Regions from separate parts of the Mus musculus genome. Here regions 1 and 2 are each linked to region 3. Evidence: chromatin contacts called from public promoter capture Hi-C data. All regions are on one chromosome and are shown on one strand. Each heading gives the region's core, a stretch centred on a gene start, on an enhancer-like site or on the middle of the called end of the contact. The rest is flanking DNA. Distances are from core to core; before and after follow the strand shown. Region 1 holds the start of Dcaf11 (DDB1 and CUL4 associated factor 11). Region 2 holds the start of Mdp1 (magnesium-dependent phosphatase 1). Region 3 holds the start of Rem2 (rad and gem related GTP binding protein 2).

What was found. Promoter capture Hi-C pulls out the DNA fragments that hold promoters and counts their contacts.
Region 1: a promoter capture Hi-C map of liver shows a contact between it and region 3, with 2.7 times the contacts expected there. The contact joins the promoter of Dcaf11 here to the promoter of Rem2 in region 3. A contact is called at or near these places in 2 of 39 promoter capture datasets (the C10 cell line and liver) and 2 of 115 datasets of contacts at active chromatin or transcription factors (microglia and pancreatic cancer cells).
Region 2: a promoter capture Hi-C map of liver shows a contact between it and region 3, with 3 times the contacts expected there. The contact joins the promoter of Mdp1 here to the promoter of Rem2 in region 3. A contact is called at or near these places in 1 of 39 promoter capture datasets (liver) and 1 of 9 other capture datasets (adipose tissue).

What each region holds. Positions count from the first base shown.
Region 1 is chr14:55,557,533-55,561,523 of GRCm38.p6, reverse strand. It overlaps Dcaf11 (DDB1 and CUL4 associated factor 11), which reads right to left and starts at 1,495. Exons shown (of 15, transcript NM_133734.3): 1 at 1,403-1,495; 2 at 82-314. The coding sequence starts at 236.
Region 2 is chr14:55,658,621-55,663,139 of GRCm38.p6, reverse strand. It overlaps Mdp1 (magnesium-dependent phosphatase 1), which reads left to right and starts at 2,689. Exons shown (of 6, transcript NM_023397.5): 1 at 2,689-2,802; 2 at 2,912-2,972; 3 at 3,042-3,152; 4 at 3,663-3,770; 5 at 3,855-3,940; 6 at 4,066-4,519. The coding sequence starts at 2,766. The coding sequence ends at 4,157. Nedd8 (neural precursor cell expressed, developmentally down-regulated gene 8) reads left to right here. Exons shown (of 4, transcript NM_008683.4): 4 at 515-877. The coding sequence ends at 611.
Region 3 is chr14:54,473,246-54,477,352 of GRCm38.p6, reverse strand. Rem2 (rad and gem related GTP binding protein 2) reads right to left here and starts at 1,253. Exons shown (of 5, transcript NM_080726.3): 1 at 979-1,253. The coding sequence starts at 1,081.

The DNA.
Region 1 (3,991 bases), core at 246-2,745, 1.1 Mb before region 3:
TCCCTATCCTCTGCACTTTTCCTGCCTGAAGTTGAGGTCAAGACATTGTGACACTTAGTGTCACAGCAGAGGGTAAGTTACCTGCGGAGGAGATAGGCCAGTACCTGGGCCAGATCCACATCTTCATCCTCTTCTTCCTCTTCCTCACTACGACGCAGGCCAGTCCCTCTTCGGGACAAGCCCTCAGAGGGTTCTAAGGACCCGGATCCGGCGCTGCTGCTGTTCCGTGATCCCATCTTCTGGTTACAGCATCCTTATGTCTTGCGCAGGGGCTGCTCCTGTCTCCAACTTGGGTTTGGTGAAAGCAAAGCCTGCTGTAGAAATACCAGGGTTTCCAGAAACGGGGCAGAAGCTATCTTTAGAGGGGTGACCCCTCCAGGAGACTGAGATTTCCTTCTCTTTAGCTATGACAGCTCCCAGGGTATCGGGAACATAAACCTTTCTCAATCCTGTGAAGCAAAGAAAGCCATATGAAACCTAGGGTGCAACCCTACCGTACTAATCAGAGTCCACGAAGAGGAATTTCCCATTTTCCTAACCAAACTCACCTATCAAAGTCCCCGGCCCGGGATGGCTGAATCCCAGATAACCTCTCCGACTGACCAATCAAAACCCCTTGCGGAAGAACGCATTTCACTAGCTTATCTCACACAACCAACCAGAGGCGTTAGAACTCAGACCCCCCCCACGCCTCCCTCTACTGACCAATCAGAGCAATTTCTTGCACGGGCCGGCAGCATCAACAGCCAATGAGGTTAGAAGTCAGCCTAACACCCCCTCCAGTTTAGCTTCACGCCCACGTGGTGCGCCGGGGGTGTGTACAACAGGGGGAGGGAAAATGGAGAAGCACCTCCCCCCGGCGTCTGGCGGTTACCGCCCCACGCGAGACCACCCACCAGCCAGGAGCTGTCGCAGGACCCGCAGGGGCGAGGCCCTGTTTACAGCGACTATCGCTGCGGCGCCGGCTAACAGCTCCTCAGTCGCGAGCCTCGTCCGTCACGCTTCTGGCGGCCAGGCCTGCTGACGTCACTCGACGCTCCAAGCAGTCCCTCCCCCTCGGCCCTCTGATTGGATAGCTGAGACCTGTGATTGATAGGTGGGCTGGGGAACTTGCTCAACCCAAGAGGGGCGTTTAGTCGTAGCGGACTGGAATTGGCTGCGACCTGCATTAGACGTAGCGGAACTAGACATCAAGTCTGCGAGGTGGTCCCTTAAGGTCGCTTGGCCTCGAGTGGTTTGTTTGTTTGTTTGTTTTTTACTGCGTGCCCAATCGCTCCTATTCCCTCAGCTCCCAGCAACCCCAGTTCAACCGTTTTCCCCTGGCTGTAGCGCTAGCGGCCTGTCGAAAGCAGTCCTCACTGGTGGGACCTGGGCCTCTCCACCCTGCTGTGTACACGCTTACCAGCGGGGGTCTTGTCTGACGACCCCTGGCTTCCTTTCTTGGTCTTTGCATACGCTCCCTAAGTGCCGCGGCCGTCCCCGGAGCCTTTCCGGTTGCCTTAGTGCGCACGCGCCCCTTGGGTCTGGGCTTTGCCGACCGTCCCTAGGCTTCTGTCGCTCGCCACCTCCCGTTGGTTTATGAGTAACTAGGGTGAGTCCAAGGCCAACCCTACCTTGTCTGGGATGGTTTCCTAGGCCAGAGAGGCGGGCGATGTCGGCCTTGGCCCAGAGGTGGGCCATCGCGAGGACACCTCAGCTCCCGGGGCGAGCATGTGACAGGTTCTGTGTCAGGTTTCCTGGTCTCTAGGCCGGAGACCCCAACATTTTCTCCCGATCCACGCAGGTTGTCACTGCCTTAAAATTCTTAACTGTAAACAAGCGCCCAGCATTTTGTTCTTTGGCTGGTCTCCATTAATTATGTGGACAGGTATTTCAAACATACACGGAACTTTCAGGATTCCTAGGTATTTGGGTTATTTGGCCTGGAAAGTCTGTAATAATTTTAGTATTTTTCCTTCCTTATTACTCTTCTAGTTCTTACAAGTTCTGTAGATATTTTTTAACTGATTACTTGAGGTTATTTTCACAGTGGCTGTTTTTCCACATTTCAGACTTCTTCCACTCCTTGATCTGCTCAAGTCTACTCTTAAAAGTATTTCGTTCTTAAGAGCTGACTGTTTTTTCGTTTTTTTATTACTTCAAATACAGACTTCCCAACCTGATTGTCTTTTTACTTCATTCGAAAATTTTGTCTGCCAATCAAATGTGCCTAGAAGTGCCTTATTTCTACTGGTACACCCTTTCAGAATGTCTAATCTGAGAGATGCTTTATCTTTTTAACCAGTCCTAGCCAGCCCTCATAGCCCTAAACTGTGACCTAGTGATACTGCTATCTGTAATCAAACTTGGACCTACATAAAAATGTATGTTCTGCTTAACAATCACTGATAATAGTGGGATACTGGAAATAAAAGAAATCCAAATATACAATAAGAGGTTGGTTAAATAAATTATGGTCAGTTTTGTACAGTTATAAAAATACCTGGTAGCCACTGAAATGAATTTTTTAGTGGGTTAGGAATATGTCTCTATGGGAGAGTGCTTGCTTGGCATTCTGTATATACTGGGTTCAGTGTATACATTGAACACACACACACACACACACATACACACCAAACAACAACAAAAACCCAATGTTGCTGCAGTTCTTCATAAAATAAAAATAACCGAGGGCTGGAGAGATGGCTCAGTGGTTAAGAGCACCGACTGCTCTGCTGAAGGTCCTGAGTTCAAATCCCAGCAACCACATGGAGGCTCACAACCATCTGTAATGAGATCTGACGCCCTCTTCTGGTGCATCTGAAGACAGCTACAGTGTACTTAGATATAATAATAAATAAATCTTTTAAAAAAAATAACCAAGTTTGGGCCAGTGAGATAGTGAGATGCTTCAGCAGGTAAGGGTGTTTGCTAGGTAATGGTGCTTACTAGGAAGTCTGGGGTTTTTGTTTTTGTTTGTTTGTTTGTTTTTCGAGACTGGGTTTCTCTGTAAATCCCTGGCTGTCCTGGAACTCACTCTGTAGTCCAGGCTGGCCTCGACCTCAGAAATCCACCTGCCTCTGCCTCCCAAGTGCCGGCATTAAAGGCGTGTGCCACCATGCCCAGCTACTACTAAGTCTTATGACTTGAGAGAGAATGGACTCCTACAAATTGTTCTCAGAACTCCTCATGCATACCTCCCTACTCACCCACACCCACCCAAAGAAGTAAATACAAATTTGAAAAATCCAAGCTCATTATGTGATTAAATAACAAAATGGATGATAGCTAAGGTGGAACATGAACAAAACATTATGATTAGGTCCAGAAAAGAGGCCTGTAAAATTTTTTCCTTATTATCGTTATATATGTGTGGATGCATGTGTGTGTAGTGTGTTTGTGTGTTCAGGTGTGTTCTGGTGCATGTGAACATGTGTATCAGTTGATGTAGAGGCTTGAAATGGATGTCTGGTGTCTTCCTCAAAAATTTCCAAGTTATTTATTTGAGAATTCCATACATATATACAGTGCCTCTTGACCACAGCCACTCCAGCTGCCCCCCCATCCCCCCCTCCAAGCCTCCTCCTACTTTCATGTCTTTAAAAAACTTTTACCAACTTATTTTTTGAGACAGGGCTTCTCACTTAGTTTGGAGCTAGCTGATTGGCCCTACTGGCTAGCCAGCAAGGAATTCTTCGGCCTGCTTCTTAGCCCTGGCATTTCAGACATGTGACAAGGGCAGTGCTGGACTTTCCAGGCTGGTACTGGGGATGAGAATGCAGGTGCCCCTGCTTGTATTGACTGAGCCACCTTCCCAGCCTCTTTCACCTGTTTTGATGGCAGAGTTGCACTATGAGTAGGTTTCAGTAAGATCTGTAAGTGCTAAGAAGAGGAGAAGTATCAATAAATTAATAATATGTAGTTGGGCAGTGGTGGCGCACGCCTTTAGTCCCAGCACTTCGGAGGCAGAAGCAGGCAGATTTCTGAGTTTGAGGCCAGCCTGGTCTACAGA
Region 2 (4,519 bases), core at 1,440-3,939, 1.2 Mb before region 3:
TTATATGCCTTTAAATTGATTATGTTCAGGTATGTATTTATAGGTATATACGCTTGAGTACAGGTGCCCTCAGATTTCAGAGCTGTCAGATCCTCCTGGAACCTTATTTAAATGAGATTGTGAGCCTCCTGAAGTGGGTACTGGGACCTGAACTCAGGTCCTCTGCAAGAGAAGCAATTTGAGCTTTTAACTTCTGAGCCATCTTTCCAGCCCTCCTTATTAACATCTTATTAGAAGGTCTAATGATTAGTCTGATAATTGCTTTTTTCTTGTTTTTACATTTTCAAGATACTTGCAAATAGTCATAATGTGATATCATCTAATTTCTATTGTGTAAGCTATCATATTGTTAACACTGTGGGTCTCTGTATTCAAAATTAAATACTAATTACCCTTAGAGGTTAGTAAAAGAATATTTTTCTCATACAGTTTCATAGGCCTCTCAGAGATCCACCAAACTCAGGTTACAAATGCCCATTTTAGATGGATTTCTAATGCTTTTTCTTCTCTGTAGGAATGATGAGAAGACAGCAGCTGATTACAAGATTCTAGGTGGTTCCGTCCTCCACCTGGTGTTGGCTCTTAGAGGAGGAGGTGGTCTTGGGCAGTGAAGAAACTTGGTTCCGTTTACCTCCTTGCCCTGCCAATCATAATGTGGCATCACATATCCTCTCACTCTCTGGGACACCAGAGCCACTGCCCCCTCTCTTGGATGCCCAATCTTGTGTGTCTACTGGTGGGAGAATGTGAGGACCCCAGGGTGCAGTGTTCCTGGCCCAGATGGCCCCTGCTGGCTATTGGGTTTTAGTTTGCAGTCATGTGTGCTTCCCTGTCTTATGGCTGTATCCTTGGTTATCAATAAAATATTTCCTGGCCATCTGGACTCTTTCTTCTTGACACAAATAACTGAAATCCAAGTGGCTATAACCAGTAGAAGTAGAACGGTGGAAGGAAAGGTGCTGCTCTTAGGTTAGTTTTGAGAAGGTGTGGGTGGGATAGGGTGGAAGGTGTCTGACTTTGTAGTGCCAGCTGGCCTAGAACTATGTAGACAGACTATATAGACAGACTGGCCTCAAATTCACATGGATTTGTCTGCTGGGATTAAAGGCATGTGCCATCAGCCTGGAATATTCTTTCTTTTTTTTTTTTTTTTAATTTGGTTTTTCGAGACAGGGTTTCTCTGTGTAGCCTCGGCTGTCCTGGAACTCACTCGGTAGACCAGGCTGGCCTCGAACTCAGAAACCCACCTGCCTCTGCCTCCCGAGTGCTGGGATTAAAGGCGTGCGCCACCACGTCCAGCTTGGAATATTCTTTATTTTAAAACAGGTGTTTGATAGGTATCCCAGGCTGGCCCTGAACTCTTGTTTTGTTGTTTTTGTTTTGTTTTTGTTTGTTTGTTTTGTTTTTGAGACAGAGTCTATATAGCTCTAGCTGTCCTGGAACTTAGTATGTATACCACGCTGGCCTTAAACTCAGAGATCTGTCTGCCTCTGCCTCCTGAGCATTGGAATTAAAGGAGAAGGCCACCACACCCTTGAATTTTTAATCCTCTCTCCTTTGCCTACCTAGTAGGTGGGATTACAGGCATGACCCACCTGGCTTGGCTTTTCAACTGAAAAACATTTTATTCCATTATCCCAAATGATTCTGGATGGGTTGTGTCCCCTGCACACTGAGCCCAGGGGAATTATTTCTTCAAAGTTCTAAATACCAGTTTAGCCCGCTTTTGCACTCCACCTGTGAAGCAAGCTCAGGTAGTGTTTGGTCCTCGTCCCGTAGAAGGATCACTAGACTAGGAAAGCCTACTCCAATGTGGGCTTCGGTCAGTTCTAAGCTCACAAGTGCCAAGTGTTGTCACACTTCCTGACTCCATGTTAAATGACTCCCTTGGTAATTTGAAATCGGACATGGTAGCTAGCTGTGGTGGTTCACGAATGTAATTCCAGCACTTGGGAGGCTAAAGCATGAGAATCAAGAATTCCAGAGCAGCCTAAGTTGCATACCTAGTGAATTAAAGGTTACCCTTGCCTTCATAGTGAGATCCTACCTTGAGAAAGGAAGAAGGGGGGCGGGGAGAGGGGGCGCGGGCGTCTGCAGCAAGAATAGTTTCAGAAATTGGCAAGCACTACAAATCCATTTGTACAAACTCACATCTGTTAAAATACTGTTGCTGAGGACGGTAGAAACCAAAAGAAATCCTTTCCCAGGGCAGCCCTCCTAGCCCTTCACAGTGGCTTGAAGAAAGTCTCAAAAACCTTACGGACCCACCCCTTTATAAGACTAGATTTTCATTCATTGCCCATGCTGATCTCAACCCCCTGCCTAGGCCTCCTGTGTAGCTGTGGTTAAATCACTTTGGGGTGCAGACACTACATTCTTTCTGCTTATACTGTTGCTGAAGACTAGTTTTTTATACTGTCAAGATTCTGACATGAAGACAAGATGAGTGCAGAGTAATAAACTCATGAGATGAGGTCTCAATTTCAAGACAGAAGTGCACAAAGAAAGCTGTGGCTTCTCTAGTGAGAAGTGAGTTGGGTGGTGTAAGGAATACTTTGTGGCCCGCGCCTTGGAGGGAGGTGTGGTCGCCGGTTGCAGCTATTCTCCCCGCAGAGCCTCCGAAGGCGCTCTTGCGCTGTCGGAGGAGGCCGAGCGACGCTCTAGTCACCCGGGCTTTGCCGGTTCTCTGTGGCTCGCCCGCCGCCTACTTGGCCGCCATAGAATTGGGACACACTCAGCGCCAAGTTTGGATTTGCGGGTGGATCATGACGCGGCTGCCAAAGCTTGCGGTTTTTGATCTGGGTAAGGAACGGCAGGGGGATTTTATAAGGCGCTTCCCTTTTCCGCTCCCCGCGGTAGCTAAGTGTCTGCACTCCTCCAGCTTGAACCTTCTTCCTCCTTCCTCTTGCAGATTACACGCTCTGGCCTTTCTGGGTAGATACACACGTAGACCCCCCATTCCACAAGAGCAGGTGAGACTATAAGAGGTATGGGACCAGAAAAGACATTGCGGGAACTGAGCGTTCTGTCATATTCTCCAGCGATGGAACTGTACGAGACAGGCGGGGCCAGAACATCCAATTGTACCCGGAGGTGCCCGAGGTCTTGGGAAGACTGCAGAGCCTTGGCGTGCCTGTCGCCGCTGCTTCTCGGTGAGATAAGTAACTGTGCTGCAGACTCAAGTAGATGCATAAAGAAATTGCACTTAACTCCCTGAGTACCGAAAACTAGGAAGTGCAAATGTAAAAATATTTTCGTTGCTTTTCTTTCTTTCTTTTTTTTTCTTTTCTGTTTGTTCGTTTGTTTTTGTTGCTGTTGTTTTCGAGACAAGGTTTCTCTGTGTAGCCCAGGCTGTCCTGGAACTTGATCTGTAGACCAGGCTTGCCTCCAACTCACAGAGATCCACATGCCTCTGCCTCCCAACTACTAGGGTTAAAGACATGCGCTATCCACTGCCCGGCCTTCGTTGCTTTTCTATCATTAGCTTTCTGTACTTCTAAATTACTAAAGATTAGTTCAGCGCTAGCTATGTCGGAATCTCTGGAACTGAATAACAGGGCAAAGTTGTCCCTTTATCCCCTTATACCTAACTTTGCCTGCATCTCTGGCACTCCCCTAATGCATGTATTTAATGCCTTTTTTTTTTTTTTTTTTTTTTTAAGGACAAGTGAGATACAAGGGGCCAACCAACTCCTGGAGCTCTTTGACCTTGGCAAATACTTTATTCAGCGGGAAATCTACCCAGGCAGCAAAGTCACACACTTTGAGAGGTAGGCAGACAGCTGGTGTGGGAGCAAGTGGACTACAAAAGAAGTCAGCTTGACAAGTGGTTACCCCTGCCTTGTTCTTCACAGGTTGCACCACAAGACCGGAGTTCCTTTCTCTCAGATGGTCTTCTTTGATGATGAGAATCGGAATATCATAGACGTTGGCAGACTTGGTACTGAGTCACTGCTGGGGGGTGAGGGGGGGGGAGTTCTTAAAAGAAGATAAAGTAAGTGTAGGGTGGGTAGTATACGGCAGAGCCTTGAAAGTGTGGTAAAATGTGACTGCTCTTTGTTCCAGGCGTTACCTGCATTCACATCCGGGATGGGATGAGTCTTCAAACGTTAACTCAAGGATTAGAGACATTTGCAAAGGCCCAAGCTGGACTCTGAGGTCCAATCCTGTGGATAAGCCTCATCTGCAGTGTAAAACTAAAATCAAGAAAGCCTTGTCAGGGGCTCTTGTATTAAAGTGTCCACGTGTGACAGTCAGGGTTCTGCCACCGTATGGGTTGTTTCCATTTTTCTTTTCTTTTTCACAAAGATTTATTTATGTATATGATACTGTCATTGTCTTCAGACACACCAGAAGAGGGTATCGTATCAGATCCCATTACAGATGGCTGTGAGTTACCATGTGGTTGCTGGGAATTGACCTCAGGACCTCTGGAAGAGCAGGCAGTGCTCTTAACCACTGAGCCATCTCTCCAGTCTGTTTCCATTTTTCTAACATGTAAACTGAAGTTGTGTCCTGA
Region 3 (4,107 bases), core at 4-2,503:
AGAGTCATTAGTCTAGCCTTGTGCACTAAAAATTCCCCTGAAACTCAAAAGCAATGAACTTTCAAGGCGCTGGCATGATAGTTTCCCATGTTGATCCTAGCCACAACATGATCAAAACTTGTGTCACTGAGGGAGGTCCTGTGCACAGGGTTACACACCACTCACACCTTACACCGTCATAGGCACGCCCCTACATTAGGCCTAGTGAGTTGGGAAGCTATATCTTCCCTCTAATGGGCCCTGCCTCCTATTTCTTCCTGCACCCCAGTCCCAGACTGGCAGGTGTAGGCAGAATCAGAAACTCCGCAGGGACCTTATTTCTAGGTCTGGGGGAGGAGGGCTAAAGAAGGGGAGCGTACTGTTTCCTGTGTCCCCGTAGGTAGGTGAGCATCGCATGCGTGAGTGTTTGTGTGTGAGAGAGAATCCTCCTGGATCCTTGCCTGTCCTGGCGAGTGGGAGACAATGTTGTGTTCGTGGGGAGGTAGCGGTGGAGAGTGTGTGTGAGGAGGATGACAATTCAGGGGTTGGGGTAACTAGAGGAACAACAACAGACACAACAAAGGGGGATGGAGCGAGGCTATAAATAGCACAGGATCAATATTTGGCAGGCAGCCAACGATGGAGCTAGAAGAAGCCCTTACAACAGGTCCCCAGGGAAGCCCCCTTAGCTGGGGATTCCTAGGTTTGTGGGCTGCTTCTTTTCTTCCCCCTTCCCTTCTGGCAGGCTCTGCCTAACAGGGCTGAGGTTAACCTAGGGGCCAAGTGCCAGTTTCTCTGGCGAAGCCCTGGGAGCGTTGGGGGAGGGGCACCCTGGCAGCTTTCCCCCTTCCCCTTGGCCGTCCGGACCTCAAAAGTGCAGGGGTCTCCCTTGCCGCATTTGCTCTTCCCTTCTCGTTGGATCCTGCCCAGACCTTCCCACCAAAGCTTCAGCTCCCCCACCCACAGCTTTAGCCACATCCTACTCCCCTTAGCCCTCACCTGGTGTGGGTGTCCCCAGTGGGGAGGCCTGGCGGCTGCTGGAAGAACAAAGTGCTACGGTTTCTGTGTCCATGTCCATGTCGGTGTCAAGGTCCGTGTGCATCGGCGTGCATGTGCGAGTGCAGCCCAGCGGCTCAGAGCACCGGTTCCTCACTCAGCAGCACTGTCAGCTTTTCCCTTTAAATACTGCCCCCCCCCATCATATTCCCCACCCCTCCCCGCTCCAGACACCTGGGGAAATTGTCCCGCCTCCTGATGAGGTCACATATGCTAATGAGCAGTGATGTAAGCGGGATTCCCTCCTTCTGTCTCCCTCCTTTTTCTTTGTGTCACTTCCCTCTGGGAGCATACTCCCTGCATAGGCACAGCTTGGCATACGGGCAGAACAGAGCAGTCAGGGGGACGGAAGAAAAGGTTTCAGAGGGCGGTGTGGAGGCAGGGGGCTGCAGATAAAGGAGTTGAGAGTGGCAGGAGGCAGGGACCCTGAGAGCCAGAGGACTTCTGCTCCAGTGTCCAAGACTATAAACCTTGTCTGTTGTTTCCAGCCCCCACCCCATCGTCCAGCTTAGGGTGGGTGCTCAGTGGCTAAAGAGTGTGACAGACGACTAAAGACTAAATGGAAAGACAGAAATGAATCAAGGGATGTGAAGCTGGAGAATGGCCACCCTACTGTCTAGGTCCTTCACTCGGCCTCTTCAGGAGCTACAAAAGTCCTCAGGCAGATGAGAGCTCTGAGGAAGGGAAGCCTCCTTGTGCAGCTTCGTTTCGCCTTCACCGCTAGGCCAGCACAGCCAGGGTTAATCTATGGGAAGCCAGAACCGGCAACTCCTTGACTGTTCCTTGTCTACCCAGCTTCCTTTTCTCTTGGGTCCCCATTCCCGGCAGCCTCCTTCTGCACACACCGTGCCTCTCTGCTTCACCCTATTTTGCCAAGTATCTCTCTTCCTTTTCATAACTAAGGTTTAGAAGGGTTGGTGGTTGGCCTGTCCCCAAAGCATTCTTGCAAAGTGTCACTTTGTATGATTGCCACCTTTAGATTCCCAATGCCTAGACAACCCACGGTCTCTAAACAAAGTGGCTTGTGTTCTCATAAATACACGCAACCTTTTTTAATTGGTGATATATTTTGCCATTCTCCGTGAACTTCTCCCATGGAAGAAACTACAAGTAACTCTGAGAATATGTTGTAGTACCACTTCCCTGGTGATCAGCCCTTGAGCAGGATCTGAAGGGGTCTACAGAACGCACGCTCTTAACTCTACAGCCCCTTCAGTTTCCACTCATAGCCTATTGTTCTGGTTTGCTTCTCTATTGCTGTGATAAAACCTAGAAACAAACTTGGCAGGAAGGGGTTTATTTGGCTAACGGGCTAGAGAGCACCATCAGGGGAAGCCAAGGCAGGAACACAAGAAAGGAGCTTGGCCAGAAATCCTGCCGAGTCTGGATCACTTGGCTGACTTTATATAGTTCAGGGCCCTTGCCCAGAGTAGCACTGCCTACAGTGGGCCAGGACCCCATACCAACTAGCAACCAAGAAAATGCCCCACAGACATGGCCATAGACTAATCTGGCAGAGGTGACTCCTCAATTTAGGTTCCTCTTCCCGGGAGTCACTTTGACAACTGAAACCAATGTGATTCTTATTTTATTCATAAGTTTGCTATACAAAGTATATTCTGTAATAGATGTATACTTGGAGCGGTGACCTTGGTAACCATAGGTTTTTATAAGTGCTCCTTAGCCTTTTTTTTTTTTTTCGAGACAGGGTTTCTCTGTAGCCCTGGCTGTCCTGGAATTCACTTTGTAGACCAGGCTGGCCTCGAACTCAGAAATCCGCCTGCCTCTGCCTCCCAAGTGCTGGGATTAAAGGCACCACGCCCGGCTGCTCCTTAGCCTTTTGAAACATCTCCTCCCTTTCCCCCTAGACAAGATTTCTCTGCAGATCCATGGCTGTCCTGGAACTGTAGACCAGGCTGGCCTCAAACTCAGAGATCTGCCTGCCTCTGCCTCCAAAGATTAAAGGATGTGTACTACCACCAACACCGCTACCCTGCACCTTTTGGAAAATTTTTAAAAAATATAAATTTCTTTATTATGTATAGCGTTCTACCTCATGTATACATGTACACTAGAAGAGGGCATCAGATCTCATTACAGATGGTTGTGAGACACCATGTGGTTGCTGGGAATTGAACTCAGGACCTCTGGGAGAGCAGTCAGTGCTCTTAACCTCTGAGCCATCTCTCCAGCCCCCAGGGAAATCTTCTATTTCAGATTTGTGTGTATGTCATGTAGGTTCCTACAGAGACCAGAAGGTATCAAATCCCATGGACCTTGAGATATTGGCACTTGTGATCCGAGTGTGATCTGAGGTCCTCTGGAAGAGCAGCAACCACTCTTAACTTCTGAGGTACCTGTCCAGCATCCCTCTCCCAACGTGCGAGTATGTGAGTGAGTGTGTGTGTGTGTGTGTGTGTGTGTGTGACTGAATCTTCTTACCTTAGCAGTTCTGGAACTCTGTTCCTCATGCTGTCCTTGAACTCACGGTGATCCTTTTGTCTCTTCCTCCTGAGTGCTGGGGTTTGATACGTCTGGATTTTTTTCCCTTTATCTTCTGCATATGTGTGTGGACACCCATATGCAGCTGCACTCATGTGGCGAGAGGTCAGAGAACAACTTGGGAGCGCCTCTCTCCTTCCACTGGTTAGGTTGTGGGTATTAAACTCAGGCCTGGTAGCAAGTGCCTTTACCCAGTGAGCCATCTCACCAGTCCTATTTTATCTTTTATAATTTTTTTTTTTGAAGCGCTGGGGGTCAAATCCAGGACATGGATGTAAAATAAGCCTGATACTACTGAGGTACTTCCTAGCCCTATTTTTTAAGTTTAAACTAGTTAGGCACAGATGGTAGCACATCTCTCATCTCTCTAGGCCATTGGTTCTCAACCTTCCTAATGCTGCAACCCTTTAACACAGCTCGTCATGTTACGCTGACCTCCAAACATAAAATTTTCATTGCTGCTTCATATTTTACCTGTAATTTTGCTACCATTATGAATTGTAATGTAAATATCTGTATTTTTCCAGTGGTCTTAGGTGACCCCATGAAAGGGTCGTTCAAACCCCAATG